Linked DNA regions of Mus musculus: regions 2 and 3 are each linked to region 1. A link is a contact called in public HiChIP or PLAC-seq and promoter capture Hi-C data. All regions are on one chromosome and are shown on one strand. The core of a region is the stretch at or near the end of the contact, and the rest is flanking DNA. Distances in the headings are between cores, read along the strand shown. Region 1 holds the start of Ago4 (argonaute RISC catalytic subunit 4). Region 2 holds the start of Tfap2e (transcription factor AP-2, epsilon). Region 3 overlaps Ago3 (argonaute RISC catalytic subunit 3).

What was found. Promoter capture Hi-C pulls out the DNA fragments that hold promoters and counts their contacts. HiChIP or PLAC-seq counts read pairs in DNA pulled down with a chosen protein or histone mark.
Region 2: a contact with region 1 is called in a promoter capture Hi-C map of liver. The contact joins the promoter of Tfap2e here to the promoter of Ago4 in region 1. A contact is called at or near these places in 11 of 39 promoter capture datasets (the C10 cell line, HPC-7-derived erythroid cells, cranial neural crest and 6 more), 1 of 15 datasets of contacts at CTCF or cohesin (the NIH/3T3 cell line), 8 of 484 Hi-C or Micro-C datasets (bone marrow-derived DN2 thymocytes, bone marrow-derived macrophages, embryonic fibroblasts and 3 more), 6 of 115 datasets of contacts at active chromatin or transcription factors (embryonic basal ganglia, embryonic forebrain, embryonic stem cells and 3 more) and 4 of 9 other capture datasets (adipose tissue, embryonic stem cells, liver and 1 more).
Region 3: an H3K4me3 HiChIP or PLAC-seq map of bone marrow-derived macrophages shows a contact between it and region 1, with 2.6 times the contacts expected there. The contact joins the enhancer-like site here to the promoter of Ago4 in region 1. A contact is called at or near these places in 10 of 39 promoter capture datasets (the C10 cell line, the HPC-7 cell line, embryonic stem cells and 3 more), 3 of 484 Hi-C or Micro-C datasets (bone marrow, embryonic stem cells and nephron progenitors), 1 of 115 datasets of contacts at active chromatin or transcription factors (bone marrow-derived macrophages) and 1 of 9 other capture datasets (adipose tissue).

What each region holds. Positions count from the first base shown.
Region 1 is chr4:126,531,539-126,535,959 of GRCm38.p6, forward strand. It overlaps Ago4 (argonaute RISC catalytic subunit 4), which reads right to left and starts at 1,920. Exons shown (of 18, transcript NM_153177.3): 1 at 1,647-1,920. The coding sequence starts at 1,665.
Region 2 is chr4:126,733,586-126,738,006 of GRCm38.p6, forward strand. Tfap2e (transcription factor AP-2, epsilon) reads right to left here and starts at 2,684. Exons shown (of 7, transcript NM_198960.2): 1 at 2,380-2,684; 2 at 1,585-2,067; 3 at 1,015-1,066. The coding sequence starts at 2,406.
Region 3 is chr4:126,399,365-126,403,785 of GRCm38.p6, forward strand. Ago3 (argonaute RISC catalytic subunit 3) reads right to left here. Exons shown (of 19, transcript NM_153402.2): 5 at 3,801-3,937. Among named protein-coding and RNA genes, the nearest start is that of Ago3, 28 kb to the right of the region's middle. Within about 2 kb of position 1,802, at least 4 of the 459 cell types and tissues checked have an H3K27ac peak or open chromatin away from gene starts, as enhancers often do. A contact at or near this core is called in bone marrow-derived macrophages, where this site is marked.

The sequences.
Region 1 (4,421 bases), core at 670-3,169:
GTACTGAACTTGACAGGACTTTGCACAAACGTCAGCTTTCATTCTCACACTGTCAGTCTTATAGCACATTAGCCTTGTCTTAGAGAAGAGGAAACCGAAGTTCAACATAAGTAAGTTGTGGGGAAGTGGAGGTGGGGGTTGGGGGGTAATCCAAGTATGAAATTACTATATTAGTTTTGAATAGAAGTTTGGTACAGTCCCAAAGCCATAAGCATCCCTTTATCTATAGGAACATGTCTGAAATAACAGCATAATATGCTGAGGTTTATCAAATATATATAACAATATATTTGACAATCTGTAACAAACCAATGTGGTTTTTTCCCTTTAGAAACAGTCTATGTAGTCCAAACTATCTTCAAACTCTTACTCCTCCTCAGCCTTCCAAATGCTGAGATTATAAGTATGCACCACTACAGCAGGCTCAAACCTGTTTGTTTATTTTATAATCAGGGTCTCAAGTAGCCCAGGCCTACCTCAAACTCACTTTGTAACTGAGACTGGCCTTGAACTCTGGAGCTCCCTGCCTCCACCCCAGAACTGTTTGCATTATGAGCATATGCCACCATGCCCAGCTAAGCCGATTTATTTTTTGAAGGCTTATGACATTTGACTATGTGGGCTTTTTAAGAAAACCTTAAGCAGCAAATAAAGATAGGATTTAATCGCTCAGTTATGTAAATATGTTCCAAGTTAACAAACCTGCAAAATTTCCAAATGCAAACAATAAACCTAATTTTCTATGAATTTTAAAAACATACAACTAAGTCTACTATGTAGACAAGGTTTGAATATGAAAACTAATTCCATCACTGCCCCTAAACCTTGCCCTACTTAGCCAAGCCATTAGCAACCTGTTGTAGGGCTTGAGACAGGAGCACAAGGCTCCAAACGAAGAGTATTCGTGAGAGTTTGGAAAGCTTCCTTGGGTTGGAGCAGAGAGCGAGAGAACCAGGGGCCACCCATAACCAGCAAAGAATCACAGTTTCAAAAACACTTTTTCGTTTGATTTTAACAGCCTCTGATAACCCAATTAAAAGGGAAGGCAGGGCATTGATGCCCTTGCTGGAGAGTATTGGATTGTCATTCCAGAGCACTCTGGGACTGACAAACTGACAGATACCAAACTTCAGAGTTTTGGAAAAAGAACGGACATTTCTCCCTTTGGCTTTCAGGGACATGAGTGAGTGGGTCTCTCCTCCTCATCTGAGGAACCAGATGCCAGTGCAAAAGAAAACAGGGATTCTGCCCCACACCAAGAAAACCCTTGACAGAAGGTAGAAGGCCTTCCAGGTTTGGGCCGGGCCTCGGCGTGCCCCAGACACACGGTCCCATTTGAGGCCCCAACTAGCCTCGCGGCGACCGTGGACAGAGATCTAAGGTCCGAACAGGTCTGCCCTACCCCGGGGAACTCGGGTCACCTCTTGAGCCTCCCTCCCTTAGACGGGTCCCGAATAGACCTAGAGTCTTCAGCTGGGGCGTGGTCCCCGCCCCCCAGGGACGAGGGCATGGGACCCCTTCCTTCCCGGGGCCTGGCAGCCGGCAGCCGGGTCCGCGAGCGGCGGTCGGGCAGCGACAGTCCCTTCCGCCGGTCTGTCTGCCCTCCCGAGCCCCAGGTCTGACCCTGGTCCGAGCGCGCTCCTCACCGGGTCCCAGCGCCTCCATGGCGGCGACGGGGGCCGCCTCGCTCCGGTCCCCAGCGCCTCCCGCTCCGGGCCCCGCCGGAGCCGCGTAACGCTTGCTCTCTGGAATATTGGCGCTGAAGCGGCGCCGCGAAGACGCGGGCCGGGGGCGGGCAGGGGGCGGCGGCGGCGCCCAGTCCGGGGACAGGGACCCGACTCTGTCACGGCTCTTCCGGCCTCAGCGACAACAAAAACAATCCCGGCCGCTGCCGCCGCCGCCGCCAGCTGGAACGGGAGCGGGAGGCGGCGCGCGCCCGCCGGGCGGGGCGGGGGCGCCAGGCGCCTGCGGTCCCGGGTCCCGGCTAGCGAAGGGGGCGTGCGCGGCCCCGCACGCGCGGGGTCCAGCGAGCCTGACCGAGGCAGGGGGCGGGGTGCGGCAGGGACGGGCGCGCGCCCGGGGGGCCGAGCCCAGAGGACGCGTCAGGCGCGCGCCCGCCCGCCCTTCCACCAGCGGGCCCGCTCGCCTGCGGTCCCGCACGCCGCTCCGCCGGTCCCCATTCTGGCAACCTTCCTCCAAGTCGCCATCGAAAGAGCTGGATTCCAGTCCTTGATGACCCACAGGCAGCAGCCCTCCACTTCGTCCTGAGACTCACCTTAGGAACCTGTCCTCCATCGCTCCACCACCACCAGAGATGACCCCTGGACACTTCAGGCACAATCGGTCCTTCAGTCACCTTCAGTCATTCCTCCTACTCCACCCCCACCCTCACCCCGGACACCACATATCCAGTCACCTTCCTTCCCTGTGCAGGGAAAGCAGGTTCTGTTCTGGGTCCCAAGACTGGTCAACATGTCACCAAGGCAGCAGGTAGCTCAGCGAGTCAAGTGTCCTTAAAGTTTCCATTCAGGACTTCCAGTTAAGACAGGACCATAGGCTGTCTGGTCAACTAAACGGGCAACGGCAGTCTATTAGTTAAAAAGGCACAACACTCTCATTCTAGTTTGCTGGGGCCCACCATTGGGTACCTCAGCTTAGTGCAATAGAAATGCGTTTTCTCTCAGTTTTGCACACCGACAGTCTAATAAAATCAAGGCGAGTTGGGGCAGGGGGTGTGATTTTTCTCCTTCGGTTGTAGAAATCTATCTTCTTGTGCTATCACACGGTCTTCCCATGGTAACTTCTATTCAAACCGCTCCTTTTTGTTTGGTTGGTTTTAATTAATTTATGTGTATGAGTATTTTTTGCCTGCATGCATGTGTTTGTGCCTGGTGCCTCCGGAGACCAGAAGACCAAATCGAATCCCCTCGAAACAGGATTACAGATAATGTAAGCTGTGTAGGGGCTGAGAATCAAACCTGGGGCCTCTGCAAGAGTATGAGGTACCCTTAACCACTAAAGCCATCTCTACAGCCCCCAACTTCTTTTTCTTATAAGGAAGATGGCTCAGTGGGTAAAGGTACTTTATAACATTGACAGCCTGAGTAGGAAGTTGGAGAGTTCAAGGCCAGCCTTTGCTACCAAAGAATTTAAGGCAATCCATGTTTTAAGAGACTCCAGCCCAGTGTAGCCTTTAATCTCAGCACTAGGGAGACTGAGGCAGTTCAGAGCCAATTCGGTTTACTTATGTAGTGACTTCTAGGACAGCCAGGACTGCAGAGTGAGACAGAGGAGACAAAGACAGGCAGATCACTGGAGCTCACTGTACATACACACACATACAGTACATACACATACATACACACACAGATACACACACAGATATATACATACCACATACACACATAAATACACACCACACACTTACACATGCACATGCATACACCACACACACATCACATACCTGCACATACACATACACATGTATGCACACACACATACAAATCCACACACATACATACACACACACACAGAGAAAGAAAGAAAGAAAGAAAGAGAGAGAGAGAGAGAAAGAAAGGAAGGAAGAAAGAAAGAAAGAAAAGAAAAGAAAAGAAAAGAAAAGAAAAGAAAAGAAAAGAAAAACTGGTGTATAACTAAAAGGAAAAGAAAAACCACTGTCTAGAAAGAAGCTCAAGGGATTTGTTTTGGTTTGGATTTTGTTATTGCTGTTTTGAGACAGGGTCTCACATGCCCCAGGCTGGTCTAGAACTTGCTGTGTGACTAAGGATGACTGCTGATCCTTCTGCCATGGATTCTCAAGGGCCGAGTTACAGACATGTATGCATCACCATGCCCAGGATGAAGCTCACAGTTTGTTGGTTTTTTTTTAAAGTTTTGTTTTTGTTTTTTTTTTTCAATTATGGGGATGTGTATGGGTTTGACTGTGGGTTTGTGCGTGTGAATGTAGTACACATGGAAGTCGGAAGAGTGCTCCTGGTCCTGTGAGGCTAGAGTTAAGGGTGGTTATGAACTGCTGAATATAGGGACTGGGACTTGAACCTAAGTCTCCTGCAAGAGCAGCACACACTCTTTTGTTTTGTTTTGTTTTGTTTTTCGAGACAGGGTTTCTCTGTGTAGCCCTGGCTGTCCTGGAACTCATTCTGTAGACCAGGCTGGCCTCGAACTCAGAAATCCTCCTGTCTCTGCCTCCCAAGTGCTGGGATTAAAGGCATGCACCACCACTGCCCGGCTGAGCCCCAGTTTTTAAATGGTTGAGAAATGACTCAACCATTAAGAATGTGTGCTGTGCAGGGCGTGGTGGCGCACGCCTTTAATCCCAGCACTTGGGAGGCAGAGACAGGAGGATTTCTTTTTTCTTTTTTTTTTTTAAAGATTAATTTATTATTATATCTTAAGTACAC
Region 2 (4,421 bases), core at 1,434-3,933, 200 kb after region 1:
TGAATTCCTTTGGGCACCCACCCCAATTCTAAGAAGCTTGCCCAAGGTCTGGGTCTCTGCTTCTGTCTAATTTGCCTCTGTCTTACCTTTCCTAGGCATGGTTAGAACTCGGTCTTCAGACCCAAAACTCTACTAACTCTACTCAAGGGGTGTCTCCCACTCCTGCCTTTGACTAATTCAAAAGACAAACAAATATGGAGGCAAACAACAACAGCAGCAGCAACAACAACCAACGGACCAAGGAGAGGCCCTCACATTCTTAGAACACCTCAAATACCAAACGACAAATTCCAGAACACACGTTAGGTATTCAGAGAAGCCCCCAAATAGAAACTATATCACAACACCCACAGATACAAATCACGAATACAGTCACAGCAGCAAACACACCCCAAGAAACACTGCTGCCTAGAAAAGGAACATAGAGTGTGCACAGGACCCTAAGCTCAGAGACACAGACAGTCCTGGAAGCAGCAGACCTTTCCAGGAGCACACAGCCCGTCCCAAGCTAGTCATCTCTTCTAATCCTAAATGCTTTTAAAGAAAATCCTCTGCCCTGGGAGGTGAGGGGAAATGGAAGCACCTCCCTCCCCGCCCCGGTCTGCTGAGAAGAAAGGAACAGAAAGCATTTGCCAGGCTCCAAAATGTTAAAGCTCAATAAAAGTGGAAACCATTGAACAAAATCTGTGGCAACAGTGCTCCCTTTCCCATTTCTTAGGAAACAGGGAAGTGGTTTAACTCGTTCTGCAAATCGACTCCAGATCCACAAGAACGCCCTTCCTTCAGAGAGGAGAGGCCAAGCAGCTGCAGCCTAGGTAGTGCGAGCCCACCTCAGGCGGCAAAGTCCTGAGTCAAATTATCCAGCTAGCGCCATGGCCTCTCTCCTGGGCGAGGAAGGATGTTCCGTGGCCACGCAGCCGGGCGACGCACAGGAAACAACAGCCAGGGAGAAAGAAAATGGGTCTGAGCACCCAGGGCCTGACTCTGCCCTGGAAGTCGCACACCATTCCTTACCTTTCTTGATCACCGATTGGTCCAGGAGGCTCATTCCAGGGTCATCTATCGCCTGCAAATAGAAGAGGATGGCAGTGAGGGTCCGTATGGACCTAGTCGCCCAGCTACCCCTAGTCCATGTCTGCTCCGCCCTACGCGTACCACCGGCTGCCTGAGGCGGCTACCGGGGGACAGGCGTGACCAGGAATAGCCTGGGCTCAGCACCATATGCGTCTAAGCTGCAGCACTGCCTGGATGATTGCCTTGCCTTAGATAGACCACTCCTGTGCCTCTCCTAACCCCGGCCCAGGTTGCCCCTGCGGACTGGGACTGGGTATGGATGCCCACCATGGCTCAACCCTACAGTGGGGAGAGAAAGAAGTGATTCCACGAGGGCTGCTGCCACCCAGGCACAGTTCGAGGCCATCTTTTGGCCAGACAGCATCTAACGGAAGACTCCCTGTTAGCGGCAGAGATGGAAAGTTGCACCTGGGAGAAGAGCCGGGCTCCTACTTTTGTTACTTTTTTGTTTCCAGCCAGGATGCTAAATCGCTGCCCATCGGGACCCACCGTGGCTCACTCTGGGCTTACCTGCAATTCCTCCAGACCGGGCGGCTCCGCCAATCCTGGAAGACCGAGGGGAGCATCGGCCAGGCCGTGCGCGCCGTCGGCCAGGCTGTGCAGGAGCCGGGGAACCGCGGCGGCGTAGTCTCGGCGCGGGTCGAGACCCAGAGCGCGGGCGGGTGGCGCCAGCAGGCCCGGCGGCTCGTCGTGGGCGCGGGCGGCCGCACGGGGTGCGGCCCAGGCGGCCTGCGGGGGCTGCGGCTGCGCCAGGGGCGCTAGGCCGCCGTAGGGGTCAGCGGCGAGGTGCGGAAAGGCAGCGGTGGCGTCGGGACCCTGGCCGTAGGGCAGCGGCGCCTGAGGGTAGGGCGGCGGGAAGTAAGGAGGATGATAGTCCGCGGTGGCAGAGGCGGCGGGAGTGTGACACAGTGGCGGCGCGGGCCCGTAGGCCGCCTGGGGCAGGGACGACAGGCGGGTCCCGCCAGCCGCTGCGCCCAGCCCGTCGGGGCGCTCCTGCAGAAGGGGAGGCGTGCGTTAGGTGACCCATGAGCGGCCGAAAAGACACCAGCCCGCCAGGTCCCCTCCAGCTCGCGGGTGTCCTGCAGCTGTCCACCGGCGTTGGCCCCGCGGGCGCCGCGGCCCCAGGCTGGAGACCAACCACGTACGGGTCTCTGCCACCACTTCCTGGGCTGCCAAGAGGCCCTACGGTCCCCTACCTTCGCGATTTCGTTGGCGCGGGGGTGGGGGGCAGAAGGTTTGGAGGCTTCAGCAGCCAGGCTCCTCGATGCCCTCTGCCCAGTGTGCCCGGGACCCGAGTCTACTCACCATGGCGGAGTATGTGTGCACCAACATGGGGCGGGTAGTGTGGGGCGTGAGGTGTGGCGGAGACACAGCCCTCGTTCGACGGCGAGGCGAGAGCCGGGAGCCCTTACAGCCCACGGGGATCACCGTCTGGAAGCTGGGGGTAAGTCTGCCGGGAGTCCAGAAGGTACGGGGTACTCAGCGGGGGACGCCTGCGGGAGCGTCCATGGAAATGGGCCAGACGGGAGCTGATGGCACTTGGAAAAAAGTCGGGCAACGGGTGCCCAGCGCCCGCCCTCTGAGCTCAGCCTGCTCCATGCACTCTAGTTATAGCGGCGGGGGCGCGCTCGGGCCTCTGGGGGCGCGCATTAAAGAGACAAGCTATGGCCTATCTCAGCCTTTTCCCTTGGCTGCGGAAAGGGAGGCGTGGCTCTGGTGGGAACCGGTGGGGTGAGGAGTGAATGAATTCGAGTCCAGCTGATGTGAGCTCCTTCTGGCCTCCAAGCTTGCAGCTGCGATCAAATGGGATTCGAGGCTGGAATGCAACTCAGGGGTCTGTGTTCGCTCGGGTCTGTGAATTTTCTCTTTACATTTGCTTATTACATTAACTTATTTAGTGGAAGGGCTCACCCGTGTGCCCGATGTGCGGGTCAGAGGACAACTTGCAGTAGTCAGTTATTTGCTTCCATCCTGTGGGTCCTGAAGGTTCGAACTCAGGTCTTGAGGCTTCGTGGTCAATGAATTAACCCAATAAACGATCTCGCCACTCCCTTCTAAATCTTTTAAAATTAATGCTTAAACAAATGTACGCGTTCGCCTTTGAGTTTGAGCAAAGCATTCCTTGTTTCTGGTATCAGCTTTCTTCCCTGTTAAATGGTCTTTTCTCTGACCACCCAAGGGTGAGTGTGGAATACACCGGTGAGTGGCAAACTCAAGCCCATCAGTTTATGTGCATACTTGTGTCAGTGTGTGTGTGCGTGTGTGTGTGTGTGTGTGTGTGTGAGAGAGAGAGAGAGAGAGAGAGAGAGAGAGAGAGAGAGAGAATGAGAGAGGGGGTGTTAGCAACCTCTCTTTCATGGTTTTGGATCCAAAAAACGCTCTGAAAATGCTGACTTCTCTCAGACTTTCTAAGCTGGTAATCCTCAATGCCAAGCCAGGATCCTTGGATGCTGAGGACACCACCTAGGCACAGAGAGTAGGAGTCTGGCATGATCTGCACTTAAGAAGAGGCCAAAATACTGACACAGGGTGGAAGGGGTGCATTGTCACACCTAGGCACAGTCTACGCATTTGTGTGTCACCATCACCATGGCAGGTGCTCTCTCTCTCTCTCTCTCTCTCTCTCTCTCTTTCTCTCTGTCAAACATGCCCTAATGACCACTACCAATCCCTTTTCTTTCTTCCAAAATTTAACCCGTCTGTCCTAAGAAGCAGAGATGGGGATTAAGAAAAGGCAAGTGAGAGAAATCCTAATGACAATGAGAATTTAAAAAGCAGAGGGCTGGAGAGATGGCTCAGTGGTTAAGAGCACTGACTGCTCTTCCACAGATCCCGAGTTCAATTCCCAGCCGCCATGTGGTGGCTCACAACCATCTGTAATGAGATCATATGCCCTCTTCTGGTGTGTCTGAAGACAGCAAAAATATACTCACATAAAATAAATAAATCTTAATAAAAAGCAGAAAGATGTTTTCTTTTTCATGTTGAAAATAGGGAGGGGATAGAAATGGTCACGGTGCCCACTCACCACACACCGTTAATATGGAGTCTCCTAACTCACCAAGTCCTTTGTCACCCTCATTTTCAAGTGAGGAACAAGGCACAGAGAGGCTAGGTGACTTACTGGCCTATGGTCAAACAACTAGTTCAGTGGCAGTGCTGGGGTGGCCCTTCTCTGTTCTCAGGATCATTATTCTTTCCTGTCTTGGACTCAGGCATTTAAAATTTAGTCTCACTCCTCAGAGGCTGTGTAATTCTGGACAAGTCTGGCTTCCTCTCCAAGTTCTGTTTCTGCAACAAAAACTAGTGGAGAGGAATCGCTGCCACCTTCTGTTTCTTTCTGGTGA
Region 3 (4,421 bases), core at 552-3,051, 130 kb before region 1:
GGACCTCCATATACACTCGGAATATCGCATAAGAGAGGTAGTGGGAACGGCATGAGCTGGAGGAAGGGAGAATAGTGTGAAATGCAGACTTCTGGATACTGCATGGCCATCCACTTACAGCAACCGTGGTTACTTATTCAAGATCAAGTCAGTCTCAAAACTTAGGAAGGCCTACGCCTAGTTGAGGAATTCTGGCAGCTGAAGACTGCTGGAGGAGGATGAGTAGTTTTCACTGGGGGCATAAGCAGCTCCGGTGGAGTCCCTTACCCTTGCACAGAGTGGCAGCACTAACTGAAAACAGCAAGTTATTAAAAAAGAGAAACAAGAAGATGGGCAGGGGATGAAGTGTCAGGGGAACTGGAGGTAGGAAGTAAGGAGCATATATATATATATATATTCATTCAAAATACATTTCATACACTCATGAAATTCTCAAAATAAATTTTAAAAAGAAAGGAAAAAAGAACAAAATACACAAACCAAGAGCTTATTAAGGTGTATGGCTAGCCAAATCAAGGCCTTGGGCTCTATTCTTAGTACATTAACAATATGTAAAAGTGAAAAAGAATGGATCACAGGGGTCCTGTAGTAGTGAAGACCTATTTGCTTTGTTCTGAGGCAGGTACAGTAAGCAATCCATGCCTATACTCCTACAGCTGGGGACTGAGATTGGAGTACAAAGGCAGCTTGGACCACATAGGGAGGTTTAAGCTAGGGTGAGCCACACATAAGAACCTGTTTCCAGCCGGGCGTGGTGGCGCACCGCACGCCTTTAATCCCAGCACTCGGGAGGCAGAGGCAGATGGATTTCTGTGTTCCAGGCCAGCCTGGTCTACAAAGTGAGTTCCAGGACAGCCAGGGCTACACAGAGAAACCCTGTCTCAAAAAACAAAAACAAAAAAAAACAAAACAAAACAAAAAAAAAACCAACAACAACAACAAAAAGAACCTGTTTCCAAAAATTAAGACAATAAATCATCAACAACAAAAATCACTTAAAATAGCAAATTTAATTGGCAAAAACCTAAGAGTTTGATAGCACATATATGTTGTGGATAGCCCTGGGGCTAATTATACTTGATGTTAATTCCGTTCTCCTGTGAGTGGCTACGAACAGGGACTGAGCCAGCACACAGGACACAGAGGAGGAGGAGGAAGAAGAAGAAGAAAAGTGGAGCAGAAGCACATGGCCTGGAGAAACCGCAAGTTCTAAGGGGTCTCATAAGCTGTGGAAGATGGTAGTGTAGCTGTAGATCTGCCCAATCTAGGAGCACAGCATGTAACCATATTAACTGTGTCGTGTTTTCATTGCCGGGACATATTTGGGAGGAGATTTACCGCAACACATATATAAAGAAACAAGTCTTCTGACTAGTGGATGAGAAATAATTATAGCCTTTATAGAGAAGAATCTGGAAATATTAATTTTTTTTTTTTTCAAGACAGGGTTTCTCTGTATAGCCCTGGCTGTCCTGTCTCTGTAGACCAGGCTGGCCTCGAACTCAGAGATCCACTTGCCACTGCCTCCTGAGTGCTAATATTATAGGTGTGTGCCATCACTGCCCAGCTTCAAAATTATAAGTACATTTACCTTTGACTTATCAGTCTCATCTCTGGTAATTTATCCTATTCATACGTTAAATATATGCAAAATAGTATTTGGAGATAGCACATAATTAAAAATATCTCTAATACACGTGTAAAAGGAACTGGCTAAACAGTGTCTCTTATTATTTCTACAGTGGCAAAACTGCTAGAAAAAAATGAGGAAGCTCTGTGTTGATTTAGAAAGATTCAGGGACCCATGGAGGAGGGATGGCTAATATTAAGCAAGAAACATGATGAACCTCGAACATATTGCTGTGCTAGGGCGCAAGAGAAGTATTAGTGACTTATTAACTGGAGACTGTGCCTTGGAATTCCACTGAATCCAAAAAGACTAGAATGAGAAAAGTCACCAGTTGGTAATCTCTAGTGAAATAAGTGGTCTGGGAGCAATGATCAATGATACCTGTGTAACTGCCAAGGTTGAGTAGGGTTTCTAAAGGAGAGACCTCTGTACTTACTGCCTGTTTGTTCTATGGATTCATCTTTGCACCACCATTTAGACCCCCTACTAGTACTGCCTCCAAATAGGACATTATACAAAACACTCATATCTTCTACCCAAAGTGAATTAAACTTCTAGGGATAACTTCTTTTTCAGGAAATACAGGGGATTGAGAAACCCAGTCTTAAGAAAAGCAAGACAAAATCAGATTTGGGTCTATTCTACAATACAGTTTCTGAAGGCAGTCAACAGAATTTTAAAGAGAGGAAAGACAAGGGCAGGGGAAGGAGAGTGAGGTGCAAATCTTGTTCATTCTGATTCAGATCAATTGCACAGAAAAAGACATATTTGGGACCATGGAGAAATTTGATTTTTCTGGCCTGCAGGGCTTCTGAAATATGAAACCTCAGGGGATGGGGAATCAGGGGTGGGGGAACCCTCTAGAAAGTACCTGAGACCTGGGAGGTGATAGACTCTCAGGACTCAAAGGGAGGGACCTTAGATGAAATGCCCTACAATGGGGAGAGGGGACTCAGAGTCCACCTCCAGTAGAAAGACAGGGTATCAAGTGAAGGGATGGGGTTGCCATCCCATAGTTAAAAACTCTGCCCCAGAATTGTTTCTTACAGACAGGTGTGCTTACAGACAGGAGCCTAGCATGGCTGTCCTCCGAGAGGCCCAACCAACAGCTGGCAGAGACAGACTGACAGAGACAGACATAGGTATTTATACCCAACCACTGGTCTGAAGTGGGGACCCCTGTGGCTCGATTAGGAAAAGGCTAGAAGAAGCTGAGGAAGAGGGCGACCCCACAGAAGACCAGCAGTCTCAACTAACCTGGACCCCTGAGATCTCTCAGACACTGAGCCACCAACCAGGCAGCATACACAAGCAGGTCCAAGCCAGCCCCACTCTCTCACTACCTCCATCCCCCGACCCCCACCCCTTTATATAGCAGAGGACTGCTTGGTCTGATCCCAGTTGGAGAAGATGAGCCTAACCCTGGAGAGACTTGAGGCCCCAGGGAGTGAGGAGGTCTGTCAGGGTGGGGAACATGACATCCTCTTGGAGACCAGACCAGGGTGGGGGGGGGGGGTTGGGGTTGGAAGAGGAATTGTAGGAGGGCAGACCGGGAGGGGGTAATGATTAGACCGTAAAAAAGTAATAAAAATTAAAAAAAGGAAAACATTACAATTTTCAGTGGTGTATTAGAATGTGACTTAAATATTTGCAGAGAGGAAAAAAGCAAAGTAGAGAATTTCTGACAAAATGAATAATGGCTACATACATATGGCAGTTTGCCATATTATTCTCTCTACTTATATGTAAGCTTGAAAATATTTGTAGGAAAGCACCTAACAATAAGAATGCAATTAGTAACAACAGGAATGCCTGGTTACGGTCACTAAGACCAATACTCTTCTTTAAAAGATATGAATTTTATAATGAAAGGCTGACTTAAGAGTAAAGAGAACAAAAGTCAATTATTTGTAAGATAAAATTCTCAAATGATCACATCAGGGCTTTCTACACATTTTCATGTGCTGCTTTAGGTTTAATAGCATTCTCACAAAGGTTCTGTATGAAGGATTTACAAATTAAATATAACAAAAATATTAAGGTTTTATTAGGTTGTCATTCGTAGTATTACTTTAAGATACCAGTACATATAACTGTATAAATAAAACCGTATATACATGCCATACAGAAATCAACTACCCAATTCAGAATATGGTTTTAGTTCCCTTACCATCAATATTTAGCATCATTTTCCACATGGCAGGCCGAACAGACTGATGGAATCCAAACCATACTTCCCTGCCCCCTCCCAGAGGGTGGTCATATCCTTCTGGAGCTGAGAAAAAGGAACGCCCCACAGGCGTATATCTACAAAATTAAAATGGCATGTTCATTCCTTTCCTTCTAAGACTAACAAATAAATCTGCAGGACAGGGGACACTAAAGCAAAGACAGTTTATTATAATGATACTTTTATACACACAAAAGCATAAAGTGAAGAAATTCATCAGCAGCCTTCTCTGAAATTGTCTATTTTTAGAATCAGTTTACAAAGCAATTTATTTAATTAATTTATTTATTTTAAAGACAAAGTCTCATTGTGTAGCTCTTGGAAGCCTGGAACTCACAATGTAAACCAGGCTGACTTCTAACTCACAGAGATCTGCCTGCTTCTGCTTACCCACTGCTGGAATTAAGGTGTATGCTATCTCACTTGTCCCTTAAAATACTTTGCTAAAAATAAGAACACTGCAACTTTAAAATGTTAAAGAGTAAGTTATTTCTACAAATATGTTCAAAGATATATATTTGACATATTTAAATCCAAAAATATGAAATGCTAGTGTGATTT